Regions from separate parts of the Gossypium hirsutum genome. Here region 1 is linked to region 2. The links are chromatin contacts, called in public Hi-C maps. All regions are on one chromosome and are shown on one strand. The core of a region is the stretch at or near the end of the contact, and the rest is flanking DNA. Distances in the headings are between cores, read along the strand shown.

What was found. Hi-C and Micro-C count contacts between places; a contact is called where the count stands out from the background.
Region 1: a Hi-C map of leaf shows a contact between it and region 2, with 2.6 times the contacts expected there. The contact joins the promoter of LOC107915691 here to the promoter of LOC121203067 in region 2. A contact is called at or near these places in 3 of 34 Hi-C or Micro-C datasets (all in leaf).

What each region holds. Positions count from the first base shown.
Region 1 is chrD10:59,088,811-59,095,994 of Gossypium_hirsutum_v2.1, forward strand. LOC107915691 (cAMP-regulated phosphoprotein 21) reads left to right here and starts at 3,447. Exons shown (of 6, transcript XM_041103452.1): 1 at 3,447-3,967; 2 at 5,959-6,667. The coding sequence starts at 3,724.
Region 2 is chrD10:58,952,524-58,959,257 of Gossypium_hirsutum_v2.1, forward strand. It overlaps LOC121203067 (bifunctional protein FolD 4, chloroplastic-like), which reads right to left and starts at 2,282. Exons shown (of 6, transcript XM_016844830.2): 1 at 1,840-2,282; 2 at 1,462-1,638; 3 at 1,314-1,459; 4 at 944-1,180; 5 at 685-852; 6 at 1-541. The coding sequence starts at 2,026. The coding sequence ends at 371.

The sequences.
Region 1 (7,184 bases), core at 2,197-4,696, 140 kb after region 2:
CCAGCTGAGTCTTAGCTCGATTGACATCGGCATTATTGCCAATGTAGGAGGACGTGGGTTCAAGTGCACTGAAGCATATTATCCTCTTATTTAAGGGTGGGGAGAGGTTATGGGTAGTTTAGACATTATATAAAAAAGAGCATATATGACAATAACCTATAATAATAAGATTAATGTTATCAGGTAGATGTTGCACCCTAAGCTAATTACTTTTAGAGTAAAAAAATGTATTCTGTTTTTATATATGTTGTAGATATGGCTCAAAAAGTCAATTATCCGATGTATCCTACTATTAATAAAGGTATGGAATGTTGTCTTTTTAACCAATAATATATTATTTATTAAAACATAAATGTATAAAATGGTTCTTCAATATCTACAACCATAAGTAGGGGTGTGTAAAATTTGGGTAAAACCGAAAAAATTCGATTAACCGACCGATTAATAATATATTATTTATTAAAACATAAATGTATAAAATGATTCTTCAATATCTACAGCCATAAGTAGGGTGTGCAAAATTCGGGTAAAACCGAAAAAATTTGGTTAACCGACTGAATTCGGTTAATCGATCTATTAATCGAATTTTTTCGGTCGGTGGTCGGTTAATTATTTTTTGATTTTTCGGTTAACGGTTAATTCGGTTCGAAATCGGTCAATTAACCGAATTTTTTCGATTTAACCAAAAAATTAATAAATAAAATTATAATATATAAATAAGCCCACTATTCACTTAAAACCAATCCAAACCCAAGTATTCAACCCAACCCAATTACCCAACTCAACCCAATCACAAAAATTACAAATAATTTAATAAATAAAAATAAAATTCTAAAACTAAAACTAAAACTAAAACTAAAACTAAAGTCTAAAAGTCTAAAAATAATTTAATTATGTAGTGATTCAATTTGGTTAATTCGGGTAATCCGGTTAATTCGGATAATTCGGTTAATTTTTAACCAAAAATAAAAACTATATAATTTTCGGTTAATTCGGTTAACCAACCGAATTAACCGAAAAAATTTCGGTTCGGTTAATTTTTTCTGAAAAAATTTCGGTTCGATTAACGGTTAAAAATTTTGAAAGGTCAGTTAATTCGGTTAATGTTATTTCGGGTTGATTAACCGAATGAACACCCCTAGCCATAAGATGTCTGATCTTAATGGACATCTATATATTTAATCAAAACCTACGTTATATCAATTGAAAATTTAGAGGGCAAAGGTAGAAAATTATGTTTATATATATATGGTAAAATTATAGTTTGATTCTTTAATAAATGATAATATTTTGTTTTAATTATTCTAAAAACTATAAAGATATATTAGAAATTCTATAGCGTACGCGTATGCATCACGTATTTAGAATACAAAGGTGTGTTTAAAAATAACATATAATAAATAATAATAATAGCACATTAAATATGTACGATATTAAAATGAGAAATATAGATTAAATTAGGAGTAAAATAAGATTTAAACACAAAACACATAAAATTAAGAATACTAAGTGAAAAAAATTATTTATCATTGTTTGTCATCAATCTTCAGTTAAATAGTTTCCCAAGAAATGATATTTAAGCTAGAGATGATGGCTAAACGTTAAACGGTCGTTGGTTTGTTTGAAGTCTTGAGAATTAAGATTCATAAACCGATTGGATGTAATTCATGTTCTTGCTAGTTAATTATAGGACTCCAAGGCGACATGATTGATGGGTGTGAGAATGATCATAGCAGTGGAAAAATATTTTCCAAGGTTTTAATACAAGACGCATGCATCATATTGCATTCTTGATATGTTGCTGAAATGAAAATATTTACTTAATACAAAGATAGTAATTAGTGAATCTTTATCTTTTGAGGTGCTGTGAGGGTGTCACACCTGTGATGGCACCACCAAACACGACAGTGCCTACGGTTGCGACAACGACAATCCGGTGGCCGGCGGATGGTCGGCCGCGACGGTTCTTTGATGGTTAAGTAGTGGAAGACTTACTGAAACTCTACCAGAGAATTTGATTTCGGATTAATTATTTCAAAATTATTATTATTTTCATATATTTAATATTTAATATTTAATTTAATACTTATCTTAAAAATATTTTATTAATTTAATATTAAAGTGATTATATTAATATTAAATTAAATTTAATATTTATCTTGTAGATAAATATTCTATTAATTTAATAAGATTTAATATTAAAATAATTAAGTTTAATCATAGTTGGACTATCTAAACTCTCTTATTATATAAACACCTCTTATATAAAACAGAGCACTAGGTCATTATTTTTCACACAATTAAATTCAAGAGAAAGTTGTAGAGAGAAAATTCTCTAAGGAAAATTATTTTAGAAAATTTTTAGAGATATTTTTCTTATTTACAACTTGATCCCAAAGTTTAGAGAAATTATAAAATTACCACATTAGTAATTTTGTGAAAATTTTATGTTTCGAAGTGAGTCCAAACTCGACAAACTTGAGCTTGAGGAAAGCAGAGAATACTACTTGATTGAAGCGTTCATCTTAGGTATTAATTATTTTAGATATCATAATCAAGTTCTAATTTTGGAAAAAAAATTAAAATTATAGTTTTTCCCTAAACTTATTTTTTGTTGTATTTAGAAACCTAATTTCCCAACATGAAGAAGATAACGAAGAGAGGAAAATGAAATAGAATGGAGTTGAATCCTCTGTGGGAAGTCATTTCTCATCTATTAATAGCCTTTTAAACGCGATCTTCCATTGTAACCAATCATCCATAATCATTTTGTTTTCCACTAAGAAAACTACTTGTTCTAATCCAATCAAACAAAATTTGGACATCAAACTTATCCAATTTTAGTTGCTATTTTTTCCTGATTTTCCGATAGAAGCCACCAACTTATGGTTTCTTTCAATTTAACCTCTAATTGTTCCAAATCATTGAGTTTCAAGAGAAACCAGGTGTGACATAAAATATGTTATTGATTCCTATACTTTGATCAAAATTGAGATTTAGTCCAGATAACTAAAAATTTAAAAATTAAGTATTTTACTTTTTTGATTTAAAAATATTAGTCTAGTCAATAAAATTGGGAATTGCCAAAATTTGTTAACATGACATATGATTAATCGAAAATAAACATGTTAAATTGATAAAATTTGACAGAAACTACTGACGACATAAATGATTGGACAAGTATTTTTAAATTGAAAAAGTAAAATGATTGAATTTTTAACTTTTAATGTACAGGGACCAAATATCAAAATTTATACAAGTACAGGGACTAATCTTAGAAATATATTTCCAATTAAAACTTAAAGGAGATATTGGTCTGTGCGGTGGGACACAATGTTTCACGCGTAACCTATCAAATCAAAGTCACAGTAATAAAATTCCAAACCCTATCCCCTATCCCCTCTTCCTCTTTTTATTATTATTGTCCACCATAATAATAAAGGAATAATAAATAATTATTTATTATATAAATATAGAAGTAATAATTGGGATATATGGCATCGGTTCCGTCCTTCTCTCCGACTTTTTCCCAATCCCAAAATCTCCAAACCCTAACCCTATCGAATCATTAATTTCTCATGAAATTTACTCTCCTTTTTTGCTTCCCTCTCTCCCTTTTAGATTCTCCTCTCCTCAAACCCTAGCTCCTATTTCCCCCCCTTCTTTCGATTGGTATAGCCCCCGCGAAAAGCAACTTCCGCTATTCTTTTTTTTTTTCCCACCATGGAAGGCTCTGTGGTGGAGGATCTCGGGGCGCCGGACTCGTGGGAGGTGGCCGATTTGGACGCTACAATGAGCCGCTTGATGCTCTCTTCTAACAAAGAATCCAAGCCGGAATTTCCCGATGCTACTTCTTCAGCTTCTGCTTCTGGTTCTCCGGACGAGAAGGTGGTTTCGGAGGATGCCATTAACGAGGTTGATCAGTTTCTCCGCGAGGCAATTCAAAACCCCCGTGAGCGCCTTTCCAGTAAGTCTCTCTCTCTCTCTCTCTCTCTCTCTCTCTCTCTCTCTTCTGTTTGCAGAAAATTCATTAGGGTTCTTGGATTTAGGGATTTCTGTTTGGAACAAGAATGGTAGATAATAGGATTATTGGACATTCAAGCTGTTTGTTAACCCTTTTTTTTTTATCTTTTGTTGTTTTCTCTCCCTATGTCTAACCAGTGTGTTTCTTCACTGGACCTTATCCTAGTAGCTTCTGAACACCTTTGATTGAAAAACAAAATTGGGTATTGAATTCTTCTTGGAACTAATCATGTCGTTGGTGCATATGCGGTATTTAATAATTAATATCCTAAATTGCAACATTCTAATCAGGCTTTATTTGTAATGTTCGATTACAAATGAGTACTTAACTTTGAATTTGTACATTTGATATGCTAAGGTTGTTAAATTGTAATAGTGAATTTGATATGCTAACATGGCTGGTGACCCTTGCATAACTCATTATGTTCCAATGACTAGAATGAAGCTCGTGAACTTAGTCAGGTAACAAAGATATGATGAAGGGTCTCTTAGAAGATTCTTAGCATTTTATAGTAGCACAAATAAATTGTCTGCCTTTCAAAATTTGGCTATTTAAGAATGCATTTGGAGGGGTAATAAAGAATGCGTTGATAGCACAAGTTGAAAGTGGATCATATTTGAAATTGGATCATCAAAAAAGAAAATTAGGATGCAAGGCTAGTTCACTATTCTGATGCGAAAAAAGATGAATATGGAAGGTCTCTAACGCATTGCTGGAATAAGAGTCATAAGTCTACGAGAGTTCCATGACTTCTGGGCTTTGTTATGCAGTTGTTTCTTTTTTTATCTGGAATTTGTTTTAATTAATTAAAACTGAGAGTTGGAAGTGATGAACATCATCTTGAAATCAAGGCGTTATAGATTATTTGCTAAATATTCCTTCTGTATAGTTGAGGGGAAATTATTTTAGTTCGTTTCCCACTTTTGTTCAAAAATACACAGCTTTATAGATTATTTGCTAAATATTCCTTCTGTATAGTTGAGGGGAAATTATTTTAGTTCGTTTCCCACTTTTGTTCAAAAATACACAGCTTTTGCTTCAGTTGGTAAGGCCAGTTTGATCATATACCTTCTCTGGAAGGAAAAGCCATTTTTTTTTGAAAGACTAGATTCTTGTTGATAAATCTAACTCCATTAAATACTTCTCTTGGGATTCGGTAAATCTGAATTGCCAGAAAGGGTAAAAATTGTAAAATTAATAACTAAAATCTGCTAAAAATTGTCTTATTACTGCAGCCTTCAATGATTTCTTTTGAGCTGCCTGGTACTATTTGTTTCAAAAGTACATTTTCATGAGCAAGGATTCTAGAAAATCATCCTTTAAAAGCTTCTCTTGCTGAAGCCTTCTGCAAGTTTTATCTTTTTAACTTCCATATAGGGACTTTTAGGTTGGCTAACAAGAGAGATATGTTAGGGCTGCATGATGCGAGAAAGTGTCTGAAGTCTTTTTTTTTGGGGGAAAGAAAAGAGTCTAAAGTTTGAATATGATTGATTGGGGATGATAACCAGTATAGTGGCTTTTAAGTAAGAATGACTCCTTTACTAGGTAGTTAATATCACATTGATACTTTAGCTATTCATTCCTTGATAAGCTTTAAGTTCTTCATCGAATCTGCTACATGCCTTCTGCAAAGGAAGCTTTTTGGTTTCTTTTATGTGCTTTTTCTAGCATTAAAAAGTATGCCCTTTTGATTTTAATATTCACTTGTGAACTTGATTATTATCATTTTTTGATTCATTCTTTTAAGAGGAAAATATAGTCTTTCTTTACAGCTGTGGCTTTCATTCTTTTTATTTTAAAGCATCATATTCTGGCACTTAATCTTTTGACTGCTATAGTATCTTTGAAGAATGAGTGTGCTGTCTGTTTCAATATTTGAGCAAGAGTGCTTTTCTCTACTTGTGAACTGAGAATTCTTAATTTCTTTTGTTCAGTCCTGAGGATGGAACAAGATGTTGAAAAATTTATCCGTGATCCTAATCAGCAGCAATTTGAGTTCCAGCAGCTGCCTACATCATATTTAAGGTTGGCTGCGCATCGTATCGCACAGCATTATTCATTGCAGTCGATGGTTTTATTAGACAATAATTTACCCGATGGTTCTGGTTCTAGAATCATTGTCTGCAAGACTTCTGAATGTAGGCTTCCTCGTATACGACTGGCTGACATCCCTGTAAATTTACCATCAGAAGACCCTGGTGTTGTTAAGGTGGCAATTAAACAGAGGCCACAGAAAAGGTCTCAGCTTGTAAGCAATTCAAATTCAAATTCTATGAAGTCAAACAGCTCCAAAAGTGTGGAAGAGAGAAAAGAGGAGTATAACCGAGCTCGAGCAAGAATATTTAACTCTAGTAGTTCTAGCAGTGGTTCTGGTGGAAAACCACCAAGTGAACCAAGGTTTCAGGATGTTAACTACTATGGTTCCTCAGGGATGCCAAATATGGAAGAGAAATCTGTTTCAGTGGTTGCTGATGTAAATTCTGGTAGTGGTTTGATTGAATACTCTTCAAGTAGTAGTAGGTCGGCTAGAAGTAGGACAGAGAAGGAGCCAATTGGTAGGAGCAAACCACATAATAGGGTGGCCATCTTTCGGGATCGCGAGACTGACCGCAAGGACCCTGATTATGACAGGAACTATGATAGGTATATCCCTCTGTTTAAGTATTTTGTTTCCTGCAGGGTATTATGTTTTCTGATTTATTGCAGGGGTTTCAAACTTAGCAAGATTTATTGAAGTTAATATTGAAAGTTATATTGTAACTTGAGAGGGAGTTTTGCTCTCATAGAACAAGGCTTTAGAACAATTTTTCTTTACTTTTGAATTATGAGTGAATGAGTCTTGATTGATGAGTCCCCATTTATATCTTTTGTTCTGTCTGATCTAATCTTATTATTGCCAATCTTTATTCTTTAAATATCTTCTTTTTTCCCTCTATCCTTTTATAAATTCTCTTTATATGTTCCATTTCAAAACATTAGCATCCTTATATTTTTCTGATACGATTTTATTTATGAATAGCAAGTTTGATAGAGCTACTGATAATTTAGGACCCTTAATAAGGTTTCTAACAATAAAAAGATCTGCGGTTTTTGTTTTCTGTTGTCTTGCATGGTGGGAATATTTTGTTCCATCTCAAATTGAGGGAGAAAAAGTGAGATT
Region 2 (6,734 bases), core at 1,032-3,531:
ACTAGACTTTTTGATTGTTGCCAAAATTAAGCTTTGTTACAAATGACACGGTATTTATCCAAAGGAGCAATGTTTAGTTGGAAGCTTAGCACAGAAAAGCTAAGTCTATAACATTGCTACTTGAGAAAAAGCTTCATATGAACATTATGGCAGTCTCAGAACCTTGAATCTACACTCATTCAATGTATTTCGTTATGGCAAAACAGAACTGTCACTATGATAACATTTGTATAAACCGTATTATTTGTAATGGATTAGCCGAGCAAGTTTGTTTGGTGAATTGAGCACTCAAATGCAGTCAAAGGGAGAGTCTAACCAGCAACATAGACAAGTTGCCACAAGTGCAACTTGAGCCAAATGGATAAAATTCTCAATTGAAGTTATATGCCCTCTTTGCTGAACTGACTGTGTTAGAGAGAAGCATTGCTATTGTCATAGGACCTACACCCCCTGGAACTGGAGTAACGGCTGCAGCAATCTTGCAGGCCTCGTCATAACAAACATCTCCAACTAACCGATATCCTCGAGGACTACTTGCATCCTTTCACATGGAACAACATATTACTTGTCAGTTAACCGAGGGGAGAAGGGATTCCAGAAAAAAAGTGAGCGACTCTAAAGTGTCACTAACCAAGTCAGAAGAGGGCACAAATAAGAAAGACAAGAATGAAAAAGTCCACCAACCTCAACTGGATTTATTCCAACATCAATAATAACAGCACCTGGCTTTATCCAGCTACCTCTCACCATATTTGGCTGTCCCACAGCAGATATTATGATATCTGCCTGTCTTGTAATTTCCTCAGGATTCTTGGTTCTAGAATGGACAATAGTTACAGTAGCATCTTCCCTCTACCAATATCAAGACACTGTTAGGGGGTAAAAAGAAATAAGAAATTATGTGTCCAGAGATAATACAAATGAGTAGGAGAAGAGTCATTACTTGCAGTAACAGAGCTGCAGGCATTCCAACGATATTACTCCGGCCAATGACAACAGCCCTCTTTCCTTTAATATCAACACCATATCTATGCAATAGTTCTATGCATCCTTTAGGGGTACATGGAACGAACATGGGTTCTCTACCTCGCATGGCAAGACGACCAATGTTCAATGGGTGGAAGCCATCCACATCTTTCTCAATCATAACAGCATTTAAAATGTTCTGCTCATTCATATGCTGGTGGAAATCCATGAAGCAGAATTAAGAGCCATGATTGCTTTCAAGCATGCAAACCCCATATACTACATATAGTATGATTGACATAAAGAGGATAAACATGCAGGTTTTCAAAATTAGATTAGAATCATACAGAAGGTAGAGGCAATTGAACAAGGATGCCATGAACCGAAGGATCACCATTGAAGTCAGAGATATACTTGAGAACTTCTTGCTCAGAAGCCTCATTAGGTAAATTTACTTCAAAGGACTTAATCCCTACAGATTCACAAGCTTTTTCTTGTTCCGCACATAAGTAGCAGAGTCCTTCCTATCCCCAACTAGAATAACGGCTAATCCAGGAACAACTCCAATTGCTTCCTTCAGCTTTGTTACTTCAGCACTTATTTCTTCTCTTATTTGCTTTGCCACTGATTTCCCATCGATCACCTTAGCGGATGGCTCAGCAGCCATTGAAGCTGTATAACAACAAACCAAAACCAGCCTTAATGATCCCATATTCCCATTTCCATATGAAAATTACTGTGATAAAATATTTAAGCCCTCGTAATGCAGTCTGAGCGTTTGACGAAATGCGACAATGACAGAAAATAACATAAAAGAAAAATTATAACAATATATAATATAACAAACTGAAAACTTCCGAAAATTTCCCATACCTGTAATGAAACGAGAAGAACGTGGAGCGTGGAGAGAGAGGGCTCGAGGAAGGGCAGCGGTATGTGAGAAAACATGAAGTGGACCCACAAACCGGCGAAGGAAAACGAGACTATTGCTGAAACGGGTAAAGGAGAGGCGATGGACGGAGGCAGCGGAAGAAGGATCAGATAATATCATGGACGCCATAGTGTTATGAGTCCAGAAACGACGGTGGAGTAAACTAAACGTTGCGTTGGTATTTTTAGGGCCGCACTTGAAATGCAGAGATAAAGACGGAAAAGGGAGCTGATTCTCAGGTTTTCACTTTGCAAGTGGCTTTGGCGGCGCTACTCTGCACTGCTCGTTTATTTTTGTTTTATTTATTTGGTTTAAAAAATGTGAACTTTTTCATTAGTATCAATTTGTTTTTATTTTGGGTTTAGGCCTAACCAGTTGGGGCTTTTGGTTTTGGGTATAAAATGGGTTATAGGATTTTGAGTTTTAGTTTAATATATATATTATATTTAACAAGTATGTTAAGGTAGTTAATTTGATTTTAAATATTTTAAAAGTCAAAATTAAAATTGACCCGAAATCACCATCCAAACTTACATTGAAAATCTATACAAATTAAATCGCATCAGTTCGATCAGTTTGGATAATTTTATTCGAGCTTACACTAATAAAATTAGAAAAAAAACGAAATTCCTACTAACTTATACTTTTAAGTACTAGCAAGCATGGTAAGAAAACACAATACAAATATAAGATTAAGAACATATTAAAAGTGTTGTTAACTCAAATTCTAGCTTACAAATGAGGGAGGATGATTCCTTATTAGAAAAGACTCTTTTGATCCAATAAATATGATTAATATAAGTGTATAGTTAAAATAAAAATTTTCTATTTAGGCTCTTAAAATGAAATTTTTTTTATTTAAGCCCTTTAAAGTTTTTAAAATTTTAAATTAGTAAATTTAATATTGCACTTTAGTTTTTCTAAAAATAATAAAAATTCGATTTAAACTTTTAAAAATTATAAAGATGTAGACTACTTAAATGGTGAAATTATATTTTTACTATCTTAAAAATTAAATTTTAATTTCAACCCTCCTAAAAAGAATTTCTACCTTCACCCAGGTTCAGAAGCATCTTGTTCTGAAATTGTTATACCTAAAAAAATAATACTGTGCTTAATTAATGACTTAAAAGCATTTGGAGTCTCGAGTCCTTATCTTTTGCCTTTAATTGAAAATCAATTTCAATTTCAATTTCAATTTCAATTTCTTTTCCTTAGCTAAGAAACAAGGTGACTTTAGAAGTGAAAGTTTTTTTTTTCATTTGAGGTTTTAGCTTTTTAAGTTTATCTTTTATTAAATAACTTGGTATTTAGGAATTATATTATATTTTGTTTTTTTTTAATTACTCTTTCAATTCTATAAAAAAAAATTGTTCTGATTTTTTGGCTTTGGTTTTAACTGGTTGAGGCATTTGGGCTTGGGATTTAATTTGAGTTTGGGTGTAAAATTAGTTATAGGATATTGAGTTTGAGTTTAACATATATTATATTTAATAAATATGTTAAGTCAGTTAATTTTATTTCAAAAATTTTGAAATTCAAAATCGAAACTAACTAGAAATTACCATCCAAGCTTACATTGAAAATTTATACAAATAAAATTCAGTCGATTTGATCGGTTTAAACAATTTTATTTGAGTTTATACTAATAAAATTAGAGAAAATAAAATTTACACTCACGTATGCTTTTAAATCCTAACAGGCACAATAAAAAAACACAATGCAAATATAAGAAAATATTGAAAGTGTTATTAATTCAAAACAAGAAAAGACGGTTTTGATAGTCAAGATTCAATAAATATGATTAATATAAGTGTATAATAAAAATGGAAAATTTTTTATTTAGGTCAATTTAAAATTTTCATTCAAGCCCTTTAAAGTTTTTAAAATTTAAAATTAATAAATATAAAATTGTACTTTAACCCCCTAAAAATGATAAATTTTGATTTAATCCTTTGAAAATTTATAAAGATATAGGCTATTCAAATGGTGGAACTACATTTTTACTATCGCGAAAATTAAAATTTAATTTCGGTCCTCCTAAAAAAGTTTTTTACTCAAAAACATTTTTTTTACTAAATAACTTGGCATTTAGGAATTTTATTTTATTTTATTTTTGTAATTACTCTTTCATTTCTATAAAAAATTTCTTCTGATTTTGGGTTTTGGTTCTAGCCGGTTGGGGCATTTGGGCTTGGGATTTAATTTGAGTTTTGGTGTAAAATGAGTTATAGGATATTGAGTTTGAGTTTAACATATATTATATATAATAAGTATGTTAAGTTAGTTAATTCGATTTTAAAAATTTTTAAATTTAAAATCGAAACCGGCTAGAAATTACCATCCAAGCTTATATTGAAAATTTATACAAATAAAATTGCATCGATTCAATTGGTTTGGACAATTTTACTCGAGTTTACACTAATAAAATTAGAGAAAATAAAGTTTACACTCACATATACTTTTAAGTTCTAGCAAGCACGATAAGAAAACATAATGCAAATGTAAGAAAATATTAAAAGTGTTATTAATTCAAATTAGGGGGGTGATGCCTTATTTATAGGAAAGACAATTTTGATCCAATAAATATGATTAATATAAAAGTACGGTCAAGATCAATTCTTTTTTATCCAATAAATATGATTCATATAAGTATGCAATGATAATGGAAAATTTTCTATTTAAGTCTATTTAAAATTTTTATTTAAGTCTTTTAAAGTTTTTAAAATTTAAATTTAATAAATATAAAATTGTAGTTTGGCCCCTAAAAATGATAAAATTTGATTTAATTTTTTTTAAAATTATAAAGATATAAACTATTCAAATGATGAAATTATATTTTTATTATCGTAAAAATTAAAATTTAATTATCATGACTTAAAACGCATTTGGAGTCCCGAGTCCTTGTATTTTGCCTTTAATTGAAATTCAATTTCAATTTTTTTTGCTTAGCTAATTTCCATTGTTTTGTGCGCAAGGTGGTGGTGGAACGCACCACCATGCTGCCAAAATTCGTTTGCTTCATTTTAATCAGTCTTTAATGCACATGGGTGGAGGCCCAATCATTGTTAATGAAATACGAAATAGTGACTATTTTGTAATTATTTCAAAATTTAATGATTTAATTTTATTTTAATTTGTATCTTTTGATTCAAATGTTTTTAAGTATGTAGCCCAAAGGAGTAATAAGCTAGTAGACTCTTTTAAGCTTACAGGGTTTCGTAGATTTGAGGGCTTAAAAATATACTCAATTCAACTACATGATATTGTGCTTAAGTATATTTTATTATAAGATATTAAATACTCGTTTTATAGTTTATGTTTGAAGTTTCCGACTCCTTTTTCTAACAATGTTACTTCTAAATATCAAATTTACATTCTCTCTTTGTGTAACGAATTTTGTCATTACACTTAATGTTTGTTGATTAATTATATTTTTTTATTAGTGAATTGTTAATGGACCTTTTATTCGAAAAGTATATATTATCTAATCAAATGCATATTTTATTTAATAACAAAATTAGCTAATTTTAAAAGTCACGTACTCAATTCATTTTCTTTTCCATTTTAATATGATTGCAAATTTCCATTTTCATTTTCATTTTCATTTCCATTTCTTGAAACCTACCTTCATTTCCAAATGATTCCATTTATCCATTTCGGAGAAAACCATAATCATTCCTGAATATCCGTTCTCCCAATATGATCTTATTTTATCCCATGGTAATCATTACATCTTCCTTCATGAAAAGTCAATCACTATCAAATTGTAGTCAAGTCATCCATCACAAAGACGGATGACCCGTAGACACATTTACTTTTCATCAACCATGTAATGCCAATGAGAGGACATCATTTACCCATGTTTTGGGCTATGAATTCCACTGTCGTGAATACTACAGAATTCATACACCCAACACACCGGTTTTCGTTTCCTTATCTATTTGAACTCGGGCTTTTACTTACATTAAAGTGTACAAGTCGTGCATACATAGTCCGTCTTCCGCTCAGGATTTAGGTATGTCACACTATGAATGTCATAAGTGAGTAAATCCATAAACGAATTTAGGACCTATTTTTTAGTGGTGTTGGAAACAGTGGTTTCGAGACCACAAATTTGATGAACAAGTTCGTATAATTGGCATTTAAAATATATGAGTCAATAATAATTTTTATATTAAATTTTGGTTTGATGAATTGAACTAATTGAATTAAAAGTTAGTATAAGTAATTCGATTCAAAAGTCAAATAGTTATTGAAAACGAGGTATTAAGACCCCATTTCTGTAATTTAGGGTCGTAAATAATAGGCTTTTTCACTTAAATAATATAAAAATAAAATTAATAACTAAAATATATGTGCATAAGATTATTTACTAAAATGGTATGGTTTTATTGGTGCCGCTTGTCAAATTGACAGCACCGAATTGAAATGGAATAATTTAAAGTATTCAGGGACTTGATATGCAAATTTACCCTTTTGAGTGGCTGAGGAAGAAAAAGTGAAAGGGTGCCGCCCGACAGTGTGGTGGCACCAAACCTTAAATGTGGCTAATTACCTTCTAAGTCTTCCTTATTTATTATTTGATTTTTATTCCCCTTTAACTCACTACATTGTGTTTAAACAAGCCCTCAACCTATTTTTGTAGTTAAATAAACTCTTAACCTATGATTTTTACTCATAAAAGCTCTTTATTTTAATATTAAAATAAATATATTTTGAATTTCGAGCTATTATCTTAATTTTTCGTTGATGCAATAAAAATTATATACACTTTAACATCAACATAAAATCTAAAAAAGTAATCAAAAATTTCAAAAGAGTAGCTAAGAATATC